Regions from separate parts of the Mus musculus genome. Here regions 1, 3, 4 and 5 are each linked to region 2. The links are chromatin contacts, called in public Micro-C and promoter capture Hi-C maps. All regions are on one chromosome and are shown on one strand. The core of a region is the stretch at or near the end of the contact, and the rest is flanking DNA. Distances in the headings are between cores, read along the strand shown. Region 1 holds the start of Pax9 (paired box 9). Region 2 holds the start of Sstr1 (somatostatin receptor 1). Region 3 holds the start of Nkx2-9 (NK2 homeobox 9). Region 4 holds the start of Fbxo33 (F-box protein 33). Region 5 holds the start of Nkx2-1 (NK2 homeobox 1).

Evidence for each region. Promoter capture Hi-C pulls out the DNA fragments that hold promoters and counts their contacts. Hi-C and Micro-C count contacts between places; a contact is called where the count stands out from the background.
Region 1: a contact with region 2 is called in a Micro-C map of embryonic stem cells, with 9 times the contacts expected there. The contact joins the promoter of Pax9 here to the promoter of Sstr1 in region 2. A contact is called at or near these places in 6 of 39 promoter capture datasets (embryonic stem cells, hippocampal neurons and liver), 9 of 484 Hi-C or Micro-C datasets (all in embryonic stem cells), 4 of 115 datasets of contacts at active chromatin or transcription factors (all in embryonic stem cells) and 1 of 9 other capture datasets (embryonic stem cells).
Region 3: a contact with region 2 is called in a Micro-C map of embryonic stem cells, with 8 times the contacts expected there. The contact joins the promoter of Nkx2-9 here to the promoter of Sstr1 in region 2. A contact is called at or near these places in 2 of 39 promoter capture datasets (hippocampal neurons and liver), 2 of 484 Hi-C or Micro-C datasets (both in embryonic stem cells) and 1 of 115 datasets of contacts at active chromatin or transcription factors (embryonic stem cells).
Region 4: a promoter capture Hi-C map of liver shows a contact between it and region 2, with 5 times the contacts expected there. The contact joins the promoter of Fbxo33 here to the promoter of Sstr1 in region 2. A contact is called at or near these places in 3 of 39 promoter capture datasets (cranial neural crest, embryonic stem cells and liver).
Region 5: a promoter capture Hi-C map of embryonic stem cells shows a contact between it and region 2, with 9 times the contacts expected there. The contact joins the promoter of Nkx2-1 here to the promoter of Sstr1 in region 2. A contact is called at or near these places in 7 of 39 promoter capture datasets (embryonic stem cells, liver and stem cell-derived epiblast-like cells) and 7 of 484 Hi-C or Micro-C datasets (embryonic stem cells and stem cell-derived epiblast-like cells).

The regions. Positions count from the first base shown.
Region 1 is chr12:56,694,077-56,696,785 of GRCm38.p6, forward strand. Pax9 (paired box 9) reads left to right here and starts at 1,395. Exons shown (of 4, transcript NM_011041.3): 1 at 1,395-1,788; 2 at 2,498-2,709. The coding sequence starts at 1,785. Gm15524 (a long non-coding RNA gene) reads right to left here and starts at 691. Exons shown (of 3, transcript XR_003950120.1): 1 at 1-691.
Region 2 is chr12:58,210,449-58,213,151 of GRCm38.p6, forward strand. It overlaps Sstr1 (somatostatin receptor 1), which reads left to right and starts at 1,356. Exons shown (of 2, transcript NM_009216.3): 1 at 1,356-1,433; 2 at 1,798-2,703. The coding sequence starts at 2,145.
Region 3 is chr12:56,611,873-56,614,711 of GRCm38.p6, forward strand. It overlaps Nkx2-9 (NK2 homeobox 9), which reads right to left and starts at 1,412. Exons shown (of 2, transcript NM_008701.2): 1 at 1,040-1,412; 2 at 1-407. The coding sequence starts at 1,187. All of the region lies in intron 3 of Gm26973 (a long non-coding RNA gene), which reads left to right.
Region 4 is chr12:59,218,079-59,220,891 of GRCm38.p6, forward strand. Fbxo33 (F-box protein 33) reads right to left here and starts at 1,405. Exons shown (of 4, transcript NM_001033156.4): 1 at 782-1,405. The coding sequence starts at 1,401.
Region 5 is chr12:56,535,439-56,538,278 of GRCm38.p6, forward strand. Nkx2-1 (NK2 homeobox 1) reads right to left here and starts at 1,470. Exons shown (of 3, transcript NM_009385.3): 1 at 871-1,470. Gm26973 (a long non-coding RNA gene) reads left to right here and starts at 1,752. Exons shown (of 6, transcript XR_872771.2): 1 at 1,752-2,068.

The DNA.
Region 1 (2,709 bases), core at 145-2,644, 1.5 Mb before region 2:
CTGAAATCTTGGCTTTCCTTGTTATAAAGCACCTGACTACGCAATACAAGTATTGAGCGGAGACAAGGATGAAACCACAAAGTCGAGCCTTGAAATGACTTTGAACATCTGAAACCAACAAATAAAGGGGGGGGGGGGCTATGTTCAAGTATTTCTATTTGTGAAGCCTCATTGTGGAAATACCTGACTGCAATAAAAGACATTTGAAGTAATCTTTCAATCCTTAACTTGATTGTAACTTGAATTCAGGGTGCACACCCACCACAGAAGCAGATGCCTGGAGATCAATGGTCAGCTCCAAGACTGATTACTAGACGTCCTGGGCTCTTGTCATTTACTGGTGAACATCGGGATTCCTCTGATTTCTTTGTGTGCAGAACCTTCGGGAGAGTGCGCGCATCACCTACATCCTGGATATGTGTTAAAGAGAGGGCTGTTGTGATGGAGACGAAGTAATATCATCCACTTTCCGGTGTCACACAAATACCCGAATCCATTCACAATGCTTCTCTTCCTTATTTCGTCCACATACGTCACAACCTTGTCTCCATAAAGAAATGCATTTCTCTGTCCCAAACTCTTCTATCCGTTTCGGATTTGGGTGAATGAAAGTGAAAAATCCCCAGGTAGGCAGAACCACACAGCATCTGTGGTAGCTAAGCTGAAGTCGCGGGGAATTACATACAGATGCTCAGAGGCAGTGTCAGCGGGTACCTCCTTGGGGCTGACTTTCATATTTAAAATCAAACCTTTCAAGGTGGCTCTATGGTGTTGAGAACCCTGGCAAATTCTTACACACGGAAACCAGGACCCTGGGTGAGTGATGCAAGGGGGTGGGATGGGATGGACGTGGCCACTGCCACCAGCGCTCCGGGGATCAACCCTCCTTCCCCGTGGACGTCCTGTGCTCCTCTTTAGTCTGGTTTTTTAATTTTTTTTTCCTCACTGCACCTGGCCTCTGCTAGGATCCTGCTTGACTGAGGTTTAGCCCCTCACTGCTGGACTAACCACTTCGGGCGGGGTACGGGAAGGAGTCTCTTGTCCTTACACCTCAAGCGCCTCCTCCACTCGACTTCTCCCCATCCTGAGTGAACTGGAAGGAGATAGAATTTGTGGACAAGATTCTGACAGTCCCCAAAGGTCAGCATGACAGGTAGTTCTCAGTCATCCCTTAAGGGTCGTGCCACTTGTTCTCTGAGAGCTCTAACCTCCAACTTTAATTTGACAAATTCATCTCTTCCCCAAAAGGTGTCCTCGGTCTCTACCCACTTAAAGTTATTCAAACCGAGACCAAAGCTTCTGTTCGCTTATTCAGCATTTTTATCAGCTTGATTTTGCACTCTGTTTGCGGCGCCCCTGGGAAGACGTCAAACACTCTTATTCATTGTATTTAGTCACCCAGGTGCGGAGCCAGCCAGAAACAGACGGCGGAAGGAGTTTCCCGGACTGAGCTGTCACTCACCGGCCTGCACCAATTACAACGCAGATTGCTCGCGGGCCCACCTCTTTTGGGGTGTGTCACAAGTGAGTGATAGACTGAGCCGCCCGGCCCTGCTCAGCCCAGCCCACGTTGCTGCTTAGATTGAAATGCAGAACTCAAGCCTCTTTCAGCCCGGCACAGACTTCCTTTTACTCTTTCCTTTGGCACTCTTGTCGCCTCCTCCCGGGAAGAAGCCAAGGCACCCTCGGCTTGGAGCAGCGACAGGCCGGCTCAGTGAGAACAAGAAAAAAGTTTCTTTCTGGGAGTGCGGAACTGGGGCCGGGTTGGTGTACTGCTCAGAGCAATGGGTGAGTGGCTGATGGGGGACGTTGTCAGATCCGAGGAGGGAGGGAGCGAGCAGGCGAGGGCTAGAGGGAGGGAGCTGAGGCGCGCCACCGCGCTGTATTGACTCAGACTGCGTCCGTCGAGCTGTAAGCACCCTCCAAGGGTCAGTGGCGGAAAGGGTTCTGTGAGAGCCACTGGGTGACAATTGATGCCATTTTGCGATTTAAGGGAAGAGGGCCGTGGCATTGGCGAATCTCGCAGCTCCAGTGTCAATCCAAGTTTTGTTGCACACGTGTTTACACTTGCAAGCAAAACAGAACAAAAACACCCCCCCCCCAGCTTTCTCTGGACTGCGTCTAACCCCGCAGAAGGGAGGGGTAAGGCGGTGGAAGGGAGCAAGGGCCGAGTGTTTTGGTACCAGGCAGGCAAAGAGGGGCGCGCTGGAGCCTCAGAACCGATTTCCCCGCCTGCTTCGGAGAGTTTTAAGTGTCCGGAGTTGCCCTGGGTCTCTCTTCTTGTTTGTTGTTGGGAATCGCAAAGTAGGAGCGAGGTCTGGCCGCAGCTTGTTTTGAGACGTTTGGCTCAGGCCGGAACAGTCTGGTTTCGGGGCAACCCCAGTCCTTATAGAAGGGTGTCATAACCCTGCCCCTGGACGCTCTTGGAGGCCGAGTGGCAGGCGGCTGTCCCAAGCAGTTGGTGCGCGTTGTGGCGCGCTCTGTGCTCCTTTTGCAGAGCCAGCCTTCGGGGAGGTGAACCAGCTGGGAGGAGTGTTCGTGAACGGAAGGCCGCTGCCCAACGCCATTCGGCTTCGCATCGTGGAATTAGCCCAACTGGGCATCCGACCTTGTGACATCAGCCGCCAGCTACGGGTCTCGCACGGCTGCGTCAGCAAGATCCTGGCGCGCTACAACGAGACCGGTTCGATTTTGCCGGGAGCTATTGGG
Region 2 (2,703 bases), core at 106-2,605:
CCAGTCCTATCAAATCTCCCCTTCTACTCAAACATTTTTTTCTCATGAATAATTCAGTGTCTGTTGTACGCACTCCGAGGGAGTCTGTGGTCATTGATTGCGATCTGACTGCTCTGCCGTCATGGACAGTACACGTGATTATTTCTCTCCAAGCACTGCTTCGTTTGAGAGACTGGAGCACCCATGTGTAGGCGGTTGCTGAGAGTAAACAACAAGCCATTAAGGTATAAGCGTTTTGCTTTTGATGCGGTGTCCAGATTTGCACATTCTAGATTGTCCGGTATGAACAGCTTCTGTAATTCTAGTTCCCAATGTGCCCCTCTTGGTGGAGATGTGAGAGGGAGACTGAGGAAGATAAGCAGTTGCAAGCAGCAAAGCTCGAGTGAGCACTGGACTGCAGCAGGCCAGTCTTCCTGGCCATGCTTCAGGCTAAGACTTGCAGGGATTTCCTGGAAGGAAACAGCATTCATGAAACGGAATAGGTGATTGAATCCTTTGACAGAAAGTGACTGTAAGGCCAAAGAGTCCCTAAGTTCGGAGTCCTGGGAACTCCAGGGTCCCTTAAATATCAACATCCATTCTTTCTCAAACAAAAGCCTGCAGTTCCTAGACTAGGGATGGGAATTGTAGGTTGAGGAGCTTTGGACCTGGGATCTTAATATCCATATCTTAATGGTTTCGGCACTTGGGACACAGAGGGGTCATACCTCAAGGCCCTAGTTTTCCTTAGGGTTCCATGGAGGAAAGCTTGAATGCCTTGCCACTGATCCCAGGCTTCCATCAGTTGCTCAGCCAGCCACTCATAGATTAAGAGTTGGCACACCTGCCTGTTCAGGCCTTGGCGCTCTCCACTTCCATCCCCCCACCCCGCCAACTCTCCAGGGTACAAAGTACAGCCTGGACGCGCGGGCACAGCTGTTCCAAGCCGCGCAGCCTAATCTTTCCCTAGTGAACACCTACATGGATTTCCAATACGGCGCCAGGCAGGTTCCTGGGGCAGTGCCAGCCTCATCCTGAGCTCTCTGCCCCTCATCCTGATTTCTGCTGTTGATATTCCTAGGGGAGGTGGATGGGGCTCAGAGAACTACATGCTTTGTTAGAGAGTCGCAATGGTTCACTCAGTTCCCCTGAACACTCCCTGCTGCAGAGTGGAGGGCTACGGATGTTGTAACTCAGCATCCCTTAACACACCACTGTGGTCCTTCGTGCTCATACCGCTATTGGCTTAGGTCTAGTTTCCACCGCTTAGTGTTTGCGTGGGCACTTGTGCAGCGGCCAGCCCCAAAGGCAGTTGGACCTTGCAAAGAACGTCAGAGCGCCGCCAGACCTTACAAGCACTTTGCAAGGGCCATCTGGAGACATCATTGACTTGGGGATCTGAAGGCCTGAAATCTCCAGGTACAGGTTTAAAGAACTGGCAAGCAGGAAAGGAGGTAGGTGTTCAGGGTCCTGTCCTGGAGAGTGGCTTAGGGACAGGTGGAGTCGCCCCCATCACCAGAAGAGAGCAGCAGCAGAAAGAAATGAAGAACTCCAGACATAAATGTCTGGGGTTTGCTTCAGTCTTTACTTAGAGTAGGAGTCGGGTGGAAAGGGGCAGAATCTACATTCTTGACTGGCACCTACCCATTTGAAATGTAGAGAAACTCCTCAGGTCTGTCCTAGGAATGCCTGAAGATGCTGTGAGAGAAATCTGAAGCAATCTTTGAGTTGAGCTTAGAGGGGACTAGAAATGGGGGGGAGCGATGACGGTGGGGGAATAAACCACCTATGTGCCCCCCCCCGCCTGCTTTTTCGTAGCTGCTGACGCGATGGTGCCGCTTATTAATCATTCATCAGTCCAGAGCCTTTCCACTTAATGGATGTGCCGCGCTGGGCTCTAGCCTCTTGGCCTCTCCTCTCCACTCTCCAGTGTGCCCAGGACCCCCGGAGCTGCAAGAGAGACAGCGCTCAAGCAAGCTGCCGCTGGGTGATGCTCCCGGCGGCCTCAGTCGGAGCCGCGCTCGCCACAGCTGCTGCGCTCTGCCGGGTGGCGCCAGGCGGCGGTGAGCTGTGAGCTTGGAGCCTTGAGCCTAGGGAGGGCGCAGACAGCAAGGGCGCAAGGTGAGCGCCCCAGCCGGCAGCCGCACCGGCCCACTTCAGCTGGGATGTTCCCCAATGGCACCGCCTCCTCTCCCTCCTCTTCTCCAAGCCCCAGCCCAGGCAGCTGCGGGGAAGGAGCCTGCAGCAGGGGTCCGGGGTCCGGCGCTGCGGACGGCATGGAAGAGCCTGGACGAAACGCTTCCCAGAATGGGACCTTAAGCGAGGGACAGGGTAGCGCCATTCTCATCTCTTTCATCTACTCCGTGGTATGCTTGGTGGGACTGTGTGGGAACTCTATGGTCATCTATGTGATCCTGCGCTACGCCAAGATGAAGACCGCTACCAACATCTACATTCTAAACCTGGCTATTGCTGATGAGCTGCTCATGCTCAGCGTGCCCTTTCTGGTCACTTCCACGCTGTTGCGCCACTGGCCCTTCGGCGCGCTACTTTGCCGCCTGGTGCTCAGCGTGGATGCGGTCAACATGTTCACCAGCATCTACTGTCTGACTGTGCTTAGTGTGGACCGCTATGTGGCTGTGGTGCACCCGATCAAGGCAGCGCGCTACCGTCGGCCCACTGTGGCCAAAGTAGTGAACCTGGGCGTGTGGGTCCTGTCATTAC
Region 3 (2,839 bases), core at 162-2,661, 1.6 Mb before region 2:
CCCCTCACCTCTGCCGTTGTTGCTCGGTGGCCGGTCGTGAACCAGCACGGGTACCACTACGCGGCGCAGCAGGCCGGGAGCGGCGTGCAGATCAGATGATGCTGCCATATCCGAAGGCTCTGTGATCCCAGGCGCTCGCCCTCGCTTCAGCTTGTAGCGGTGGTTCTGGAACCAGATCTTGACCTGCGTGGGCGTGAGGCGCAGGAGTCGAGCCAGCTGTTCCCGCTCCGGCGCCGACAGGTAGCGCTGCTGCCGAAAGCGCCGCTCCAACTCCAAGGTCTGGGCCTTGGAGAACAGCACCCGCCGCTTCCTCCTCTTCTCCGGGTCGGAGCCGGGGGACTCCCGCCTGAGCGAAGCCAGCTGCGACGAGTCTGCAGGGCTTGTCTCCAGGCCGCTCTCGTCCGAGGCTGGGAACCACAAAGCAAAGCAGACGTCGCCTGGTGAGAGGCCAGCCTCTACGGGTGTCTGGGACCTGTCTCCCACCCTCGTCTCCACCTGGAGTCCCAATTCTCTTGCTCCGGGCTTTGCGACCCATTTGCTTTGCTGTATTCACTTCTGGGTACCCACGTTCCCTACTCTTACCTCAACCATACTACAAGAGTAATCGGCAGACCTGAGATGATGCCCCAGAGAAACCCACCCTGGGGTCCTCTTAAAGGAATCGCAACAGTAACTGAGCTGGCAGACTAGTTTCCCACAAGCTGAGTCACCCATACCGGCCACCTCTGATTTGAAGTTTGCAAAGCCCTGGGACACAAAAGGAAGGTTTCAAATCTTTAAATATCCCGGTCTTTTCGGATCGCCAGACACCAAAACCACTACCTTCCTCAGCAGTCCAGGACCAAGATCTACTCTCAGGATGTGTGGACTCAGACGCACCACCTGTCTGTTTGAGGACCACAGAGCTTCGCGCTTGCTCTAGGGTCGAAGGAACCTGATTCTGGGTTGGGAATCTCCACTCTCCATCCCTGACCCCAGAGGCTTGGCTGGGTCCCTCCTCCGCACTCCCCACCCCCGGCCGCAGTCCTGGCTCACTCACACAGGTAGTGGCTGCACTCCGACTCCAGCCAGGCAGCAGTCTGTGGAACGCACGTCTGTTGCTCGCGCCTCACCCTAGGCTTCGCATCCTGTTCAGGTAAATTCAGGAGGCTGCGCACCGTGAAGCCGAGGCGTCCAGAGGTGGCCATGGCCGAGGAGGGGAAGAAGGTGGGGGGCAGGGTAGGCTAGGGACCCAGGGACAGCTGGGGACGCCGCTCCTAAGGATGGAAGTGCGAGGCGCTCGCCATGCGCTGGCCTTGAGACGCCAGCACCTTTGCGGGAGGAATCCCTATTTATATTAACAGCCCTTGCTACTCGGAGGGCTTTGAAAACCGCAGTCGGGGTGTCCAGGGTTTTAAGTACCTGAATGAGTGCTGGAGCGAAGCCGGGGCAAGTCCGGAAGGTGCCATCTCCGCCCCCCCTTCCCCCGCCTCCCGCTCCGCCCCGCCCGGCACCCGCCCCCTCTGCAAGACTACCTCCCAGAGGTCGCAGGAAGCTGGCCTGGTATTAGCGATTGTCTGATTAGACCAAAGTGGGGACAGATAATGGGGATTGTTACCAGTGAATAACATCTTGGGTGGCGAACAGTGACCATGGTCCTCCCAACTGAGCCCCAGCTTCCTTCTCCTCTCAGGCTGACGTGGGGCCTGGGCTGGGTGGTAGAGCTGGGGAGGGTGGAGCGACTTTATTATTCCTTGTTTGTTTTTCCCCGGAGCTTCCCTGCTGGAATGGTAGTTTCTCATAATTATTTGGAAAGTGATTTATAACTACGTTAAACTGGCGCACTTTTTTTTTTTTTTTGGTAGCATTCCTTAGATATCAGAGGATGGCCTGGTCTTTCCAGATGTCTAGGGCACAGATTTTGCAGGAGCCTACATACACACACACACACACACACACACACACACACACACACTCACCACACACAGTCTGAAAGGTCTGGAAGCCTGTGGGAGAGCTTGGGACCTGTGTCTGTCTCCTCAGGCCAACAAAACAGCCAACATCCAGGTCCCGAAATGTCCATCCTGGTCTGGCATCTATGGACCCTGAGTCTGGGACTCTGGCTGAGCTCCTCCATTCGAGGACCCAAGGGAGGTAGCAGATTTTAGGGTGGCCTACCAAAGCTTCCTTGGTATTGTCACTAGGGCTTCGTCCCTGCCCTTCATCTCCCAAGTCGGTGCCAGTTAGCAGCATAGGAAGGGACAGTGAGCGGTCTGCATTACTCACTGCTCACAGTGTAGCAGACCACACCACAGCTGCCCCGTCTGACATAGAATGGGCGGATAGGCAGAATTAGCAACAGGCCTGCCCAAAAGAAATGTGCCTGGCAGGAGATGTCTCCCAGATCCTCTAGTCACCAAGGGAACACAGATAAAATGATCCACGTGGAAGGCGGGTGAAGGAGGTAGGAGAGGGCAGAATCCGGCAGCAGCAGGCACATTCTGTTGGCCTTTCTAGTCTTCCTCTGGCTCCAGTCTAGCGCTAGAGTGCGGTCTCAGAAGCCTTTTTCTATCCAGCTAGTTATTTGGGTACCTGGTTTCTAAATTTCAGGGATGAGAGCTACATTTGGGTAGCCGCATCTGAAAACCGGGCTTTGCTGAGGCTGAATTCGAACCTGACAAGGGCGTGGCGCCCCCACCCTCACCCCCCCTCCCGCCTCACCCAGCCTGCGTCCACCCCCAGCTGCAGTCCTACCAAGCGTGCCTAAAGTGGCCGGTGGTACCGCGCGCTGGGTGGTCGGGCGGAGGCTAGCCCACTACAGGCCAACTGCTAGGCCACAAACAAAGGGGAAATGGAGCTG
Region 4 (2,813 bases), core at 155-2,654, 1.0 Mb after region 2:
AGAGTGACATTGTAAGTTTGGAATGAATATCCAGATAAAGAAAATATAAATATGGTTTGGCAGGCACTAGACTTTCATAGGGACTCTGTGCTGGAGTCCGAATATGGGCCATGAGCTCTAGGTGGAATTACACTAAAGTCCTGATGCACAATGAGTCTCATACTTAACCCCCACAGTATGCCCAGCTCCTTTATCCCACCCCAAGTTAGGTAGCGTTACTTTTGTGTGAATCACTGGGAGTAAGTCCAGCCTGATGGTGTATGGGATGCGGCTTCAAGTCTGACAATTTTCCTCCCCTAATGATTTTAACTAGCACTCCTCCCAGTCTTTGGACATGGCCCAGGCTAGTAAAACTATTTCAGGTAAGAAAAGGACTGTTAAAGAATTCTTATAGGTTAATTCTTGTAATCATGGACATCAGCAAGGAAACTTACTCACCTCGTCACTATGAATTAATTACCCATCACCAATGGTCAAATTCAGAATCAGAAAACCACCTTATTTTTTTGTACAGGCCTCACCCTTAACTCACAACTTTCCCACGCATAAGATAATGGCATTGCCCAGCAGCTCTAGCCCATGGACAAGAACGGATGAATGAAAGCATGCCTGAGACGCTCCAGGAGTCCCGTTATCACCTCTTCTGTCTCCGGAAATAGTCTGGTCAGGAACGGATAGCTGCACCTACACAAGGCCATCCTGAGGCCGGCCGGCACACCCCACGGGATCTTTCCCAAGGCCAGCGGAAGGCCAGACCCTCTCGGTCCCCACGCAAGCCTACCTGTTGTTCCGGATGCTGAGCAGCACGCACAACACCAGCTCCAAGTAGATGCGCAGTACTTCCAGCCAGCGGGAGGAGAGCTGCAGGGCCTCCCCGTCTTCCCCTCCGGTGCCCGTGTCGGTGCCGCCGCCGCTACCGCCGTCGCCCGGGCCGCCGCCTCCGCTCAGATAATTCTCCGCGGCGAACTCAACCCGCAGCTCCCGCACGAACCAGCCGCACTTGCGCATGAGGAACTCTAGCCGCGGCTGCTCCGCGGGCGAGACGCGGAGGCAGATGCGGAGCTGGGGCCACAGCGCTGGGTAGAAGAGGCACTCCCGCCAGTGCGAGCAGGAGGCCGAGGCCCGCAGCCGGTCGGGCGCCGGCAGAAAGGAGAAGATGTGCACGATGAGCTCGCTGGGCAGCGACGCGGCGCCGGCCGCCTGCCCGCACAGAGCCATCCGGCTCGGCCGCCGGCCGCCCGTCCCCGGCCGCCTGCGCAGTCCTCGCAGCAGCCCCCGCAGCCGGCGCAGCTGCAGCAGCCGCAGCCGCTGCCGCCGCCGCCACCGCACCAACCGGGCGGCCCCGGCTCGGGTTCGCGCTCCCGGCGGTCGGGGTTGCGGCACTGACAAGAACAACAACATCAATGACAAGGAAGAAGGGGGCGGAACCGTCGTGCGCCTCGGCGGAACCAAGTGCACTCGGACCGGCTGAGAGGGGGGAAAAGCTGGCGCGGGGAGGCCTGCACGCCGCTGACTTTCCGTACCGCAAGCAAGTGCTCCCCGGCCGGCCCGGGCAACGACCTCGAAATCCTCTCTCGAACGGACCAGGGATGCGGAGGCGACCGCGCTGCTTCCGAGGAAACCGTGGTTCTCCCGGTACCCGGACGCGGAGGCTCGGTAGTGGTAGGGACTGAGAGTGACGTCACGGCGACGGGCGGAGCCTGGCGCGGCTTTGCGAGACTTCCGGAACCGGGGGAGCTCCTGGTTGCCTGGATCGCGCGGCACGTGACCGTTGACGTCAGCGACCCGGGGCGGGGCTAGAGGCGTGGGGGCGGGGCCACTCTGGGCGTCCCTCGCCGGGTAGGTCTGGCCCTTGCAGCGTGCTCGAGGCGGAACCCCGGCGTGCTGCGCTAAGTCCCGACGCTTTCTCATTCGCTGGGCTGAGGTCGCGGCGCCCGAGGGCTCGCACGCCGGCTTCTTTTTACATCTTGTTCAGAGCAGGACAAAATCGGCTTCCCAGGAAAGGCGGATCGTGGCGGCACGCGGACCTTCCTCTTCCGACGTGCGGAGGCCGCACACGCCCCATTGCTGAACCAGTGACGGCAGCGCCACCTTTCGTCTTTAGAGGGGCAGGAAAAAAATGGCTAACGATTTTCATCTTGAGGGCTGGTACCCAGACTTAAATGCTCTCTGAACCCTTGTCTGCAAAAGTTCTGTATAATTAGTATGTTTTATTAATAGCTAACGATCACTTAGTGGTAACATCAAATTAGGAAGTTAAGACAGGTTTTAATTTTCAGTTTCTTAAAGTCATTGAAGTGTTTGTGAAGAGAGCTGTGGATACCTCTTCAGTGTACCACTGTACTTCTGTAACAACACACCCCTGTATACAAAAGTAACATGGATGAAATAAAGTAGCTATTTTGATAGTCTCTGATACTCCTACAAATAAGTTGGAGAGGAGAGCTTTTCTTTAGTTTGGTGCCCCCAAAGAAAGGGATTTTAAAAACAGCCCTTCACGTTCTCAGCATGCGAAGTATCTCAGTCAAATTGTAGGAAGCAGCGATATCTAAAGGGTTAAGAGATTTTTTTTTTCTTTTCGTTTTTCGAGACAGTTTCTCTGTGTAGCCCTGGCTGTCCTGGAACTCACTTTGTAGACCAGGCTGGCCTCGAACTCAGAAATCTGCCTGCCTCTGCCTCCCGAGTGCTGGGATTAAAGGCGTGTGCCACCACGCCCGGCGTGGTTAAGAAATTTTATGTCTGCTGCTTCAAACCACACTAAGAAACTAGCTAGTCTAGATATCTTTAGCTCTGTGATGTAACAGCAGACCTTC
Region 5 (2,840 bases), core at 220-2,719, 1.7 Mb before region 2:
AAGGAGAGAGGGAGAGAGAGAGAGAGAGAGAGAGAGAGAGAGAGAGAGAGAGAGAGAGAGAACCAAAGCATTACTTTCCCCCTCCCTTGGACACCCCCACCCCCATTTTTGTGGGGTGCCTGTGGCGCGCGAGGAAAAGGCGGGGGGGGGGGAAGGAGGAGGGAACCGAGAGCGGGAGGGCCAGAGGTGGGGTAGAGAATAACCTAAGGGGAGGGATGGAAAGGAGAACGGAAGGTGAATACTGCTTTGCAACCAACTTGGGGAGTTACAAAGTGGAACCGCGGTCCAATTTGGTCGGGGTTCCGAGGTCAGGGGCTGGCCTTTGGGGGAGAAGGGGGCTGAGGAGCAGGGAGCGGGATTTCACCTGAGCCTGCCGGGGCTGCTCCTCCCTCCCGCTGCGGCCTCCCAGCCCCGCGCCTTCCCACCGCCTCCGGACCACATCGGGCTTCGCTGCGCTGAGCCCCAGTCACCACCAAAAGAGTGTGCGAGTCTGGGGATGAACCCTGGGGCTGCACTGTTGGTCTATGTGTCTGTCAGTCTGTCTGCTTCTTCTGCCGCCGCCGTCAGAGGGACACCTCTGCTCCCCGCCCCCTTTCCCCTTACCCGAGAGAATCCCAGCGGGCGGAGGGGGAGCTGAGTAAGGGAACGACTGCCTCCGGGAGGCTGTCACCGATCCCCGCGCCACCCCCCACCAAGCTCCTGGCTCCCTAGCGGACCAGCCCCCCCAGCCCACCCCACCCCGCCGCTCCCTTTCTCCACCCCTTTTGCCGGCCCAGGCAAGTACACCGCTGGCCCTCTGAGCTACGAGGCTAAGGGTGCGGGGGATTAACAGGAGAGTCCACCACGGAAGTTGCCCCATCTCGAACAAACCTGGTGCCCCTGACCCTTGCCCATGGCCTGGATACTTCGGCTTCAGAAGCTGATGCTGTCTTTCCGAGGACATCCCAGTCCCAGCACCCCAGCTCAGATCCCCGCAGTTTTCCCTTCCGATGCTTCAGTGAAAGCCCGGGCGGGGAGCCGCGTGAGCGCCCGCAGATCCGTTGCAGAGTGGAACTGAGTCTGAACCCGGGTGGAACTCGTTGTCCGGGAGGAGGCGAATATCTCGACGCCCGCAGCCCAGCGGGCGGGAGGCTGGGCTGAGGCTCGCCTCCTCCCGGAGCTCAGCCATGCAAAAGTGCACTTGCTTCCCCGGGAATAACCAAATATCTTTGTCTAAAGTGGCGGCGTAAATGGCCGGTCGCTTTGTGGCCACGCTGGATATTAGTAGATGAGGATCATTCTGCTTCAATTGGGCGCCTCTCATCCGGCTAGGAAGAAACTGCTTAGGAGGAAGTGGGTTTCCTGTCTGAGCGTTCCCAGGCTTCAAGTGTGAGCCCCGCGCCTTGAGGGTCCTTGGGCGCCTGGCAAGGGGGAGCTGTGGGCTGTGCTCCCTAGCGGGCCCGGGGGCGTCAGCCTCATTGCTGTTACCAGGTCAGGATCAGCAGCTAAGTGGGTTACCCAGCCAAGCCCTGCATGGCACAGATTTGGAGACCACCTCCGTTTTTTTTTTTTTCTCCTTGGAATTTAAGCGTTTTCGTTATTGTTTGTTTTTGTTTTGGCTTTGCTTGTCTGCTGTTCGAGCTTTCTTGGAGCGCTAGAGGCTGGGAGGGCGGAGTGCTTCCTGGCCCGGCAGGTGCCTCCTAGACACTTCGGCGGCCAGTCAAGGAGGCTTCTTGATTTTGGTTTTTGTTTTCACATTTTCTTTCCCCTCCTTGTAGTGAGGGAGCTCCCGATAATGAACAAGCAGTTTTGAACTACTTAATTCAGCAGGGTAGGCTCCTTTCCATTAATAGCAATTATAGTATGGAAAGTTGTTTTATTTGCTTTTTAAGATCTCTCCTTGAAGAGTGCTCTCTACTCCCTCAACACAAAGCCGACGACTAAACTAACATTAGCTTTCCTCACCACCTACCTCCATCGTGAAGGGAAGGAAGGCTCTGGGCATCAGCGGGCCTCCCATCTGGGCCCGCATTTTCGAACCGCCCCCGAGGTGGCTTTGAAGCAGGGAACCCCGACTTTAAGCGGCCAGGTGCGTTGTGTCTCTGTAGCTAAGGACAAGTGGAAAGCAGAGCTCTGCGCTCTCCTTTCCCAGGGACTTCTCTGGGGGGCGCTCTCAAGATGAGCTACAGCACTTTGGTCTACAGTGTCGAGAGTGCAGGGAGGGGAAGCCACGCTAGATCAAGTGAACGGCAGAAAGGGCAGGCAAAGCATAATGCAGACCTAGTCTGAAGGCGCGACCCAGATCTGCTAGCATTGGGAACGGGATCGTCTTAGGAAGTCCCTGGTCCTCCGTCTCCATTTAACCCCGTTATTTTATAATTGTTGGTGGTCATAGGAACACCAAGGGTAGAGTGTCATTTGTCTCTCCCGGTTTTAGTGCCACTTACAGAAGGAGGTAATTCTTCAGAAGGTTTTTTGGTGAGATTTAAGCAAAATCAGGCACATCAAAACACGCCCAAAGCTTTGAGGGAAGAAAATTAAGCTCACTAACAAGGTCGATATTTCTGTGTCTGTGGTTAATATCAAATCCATTGCTTCTTCGGGGGGCCTGTTAGTCTGGAGTGAAAGGTTTGTTCAATCTTCTACAGTCTCTGAGCCGTGCAGCCCGGACCTTCAAAAACACCAGCAGGTGGCCAGTTTGGGAGAATGTACACAAGCTGCATCTTAGCCCTACTGTAACTAGGGGCCCCCATCCCCAGCCGCACAGCACTAGGTGAGGGGCTGAGCTTCAGTCAGAGTTCGAGGGGAGTGATGCCTGGCAACCCCCATGCTTTACCCTGAAGGGGAGGGGAACTGGACTG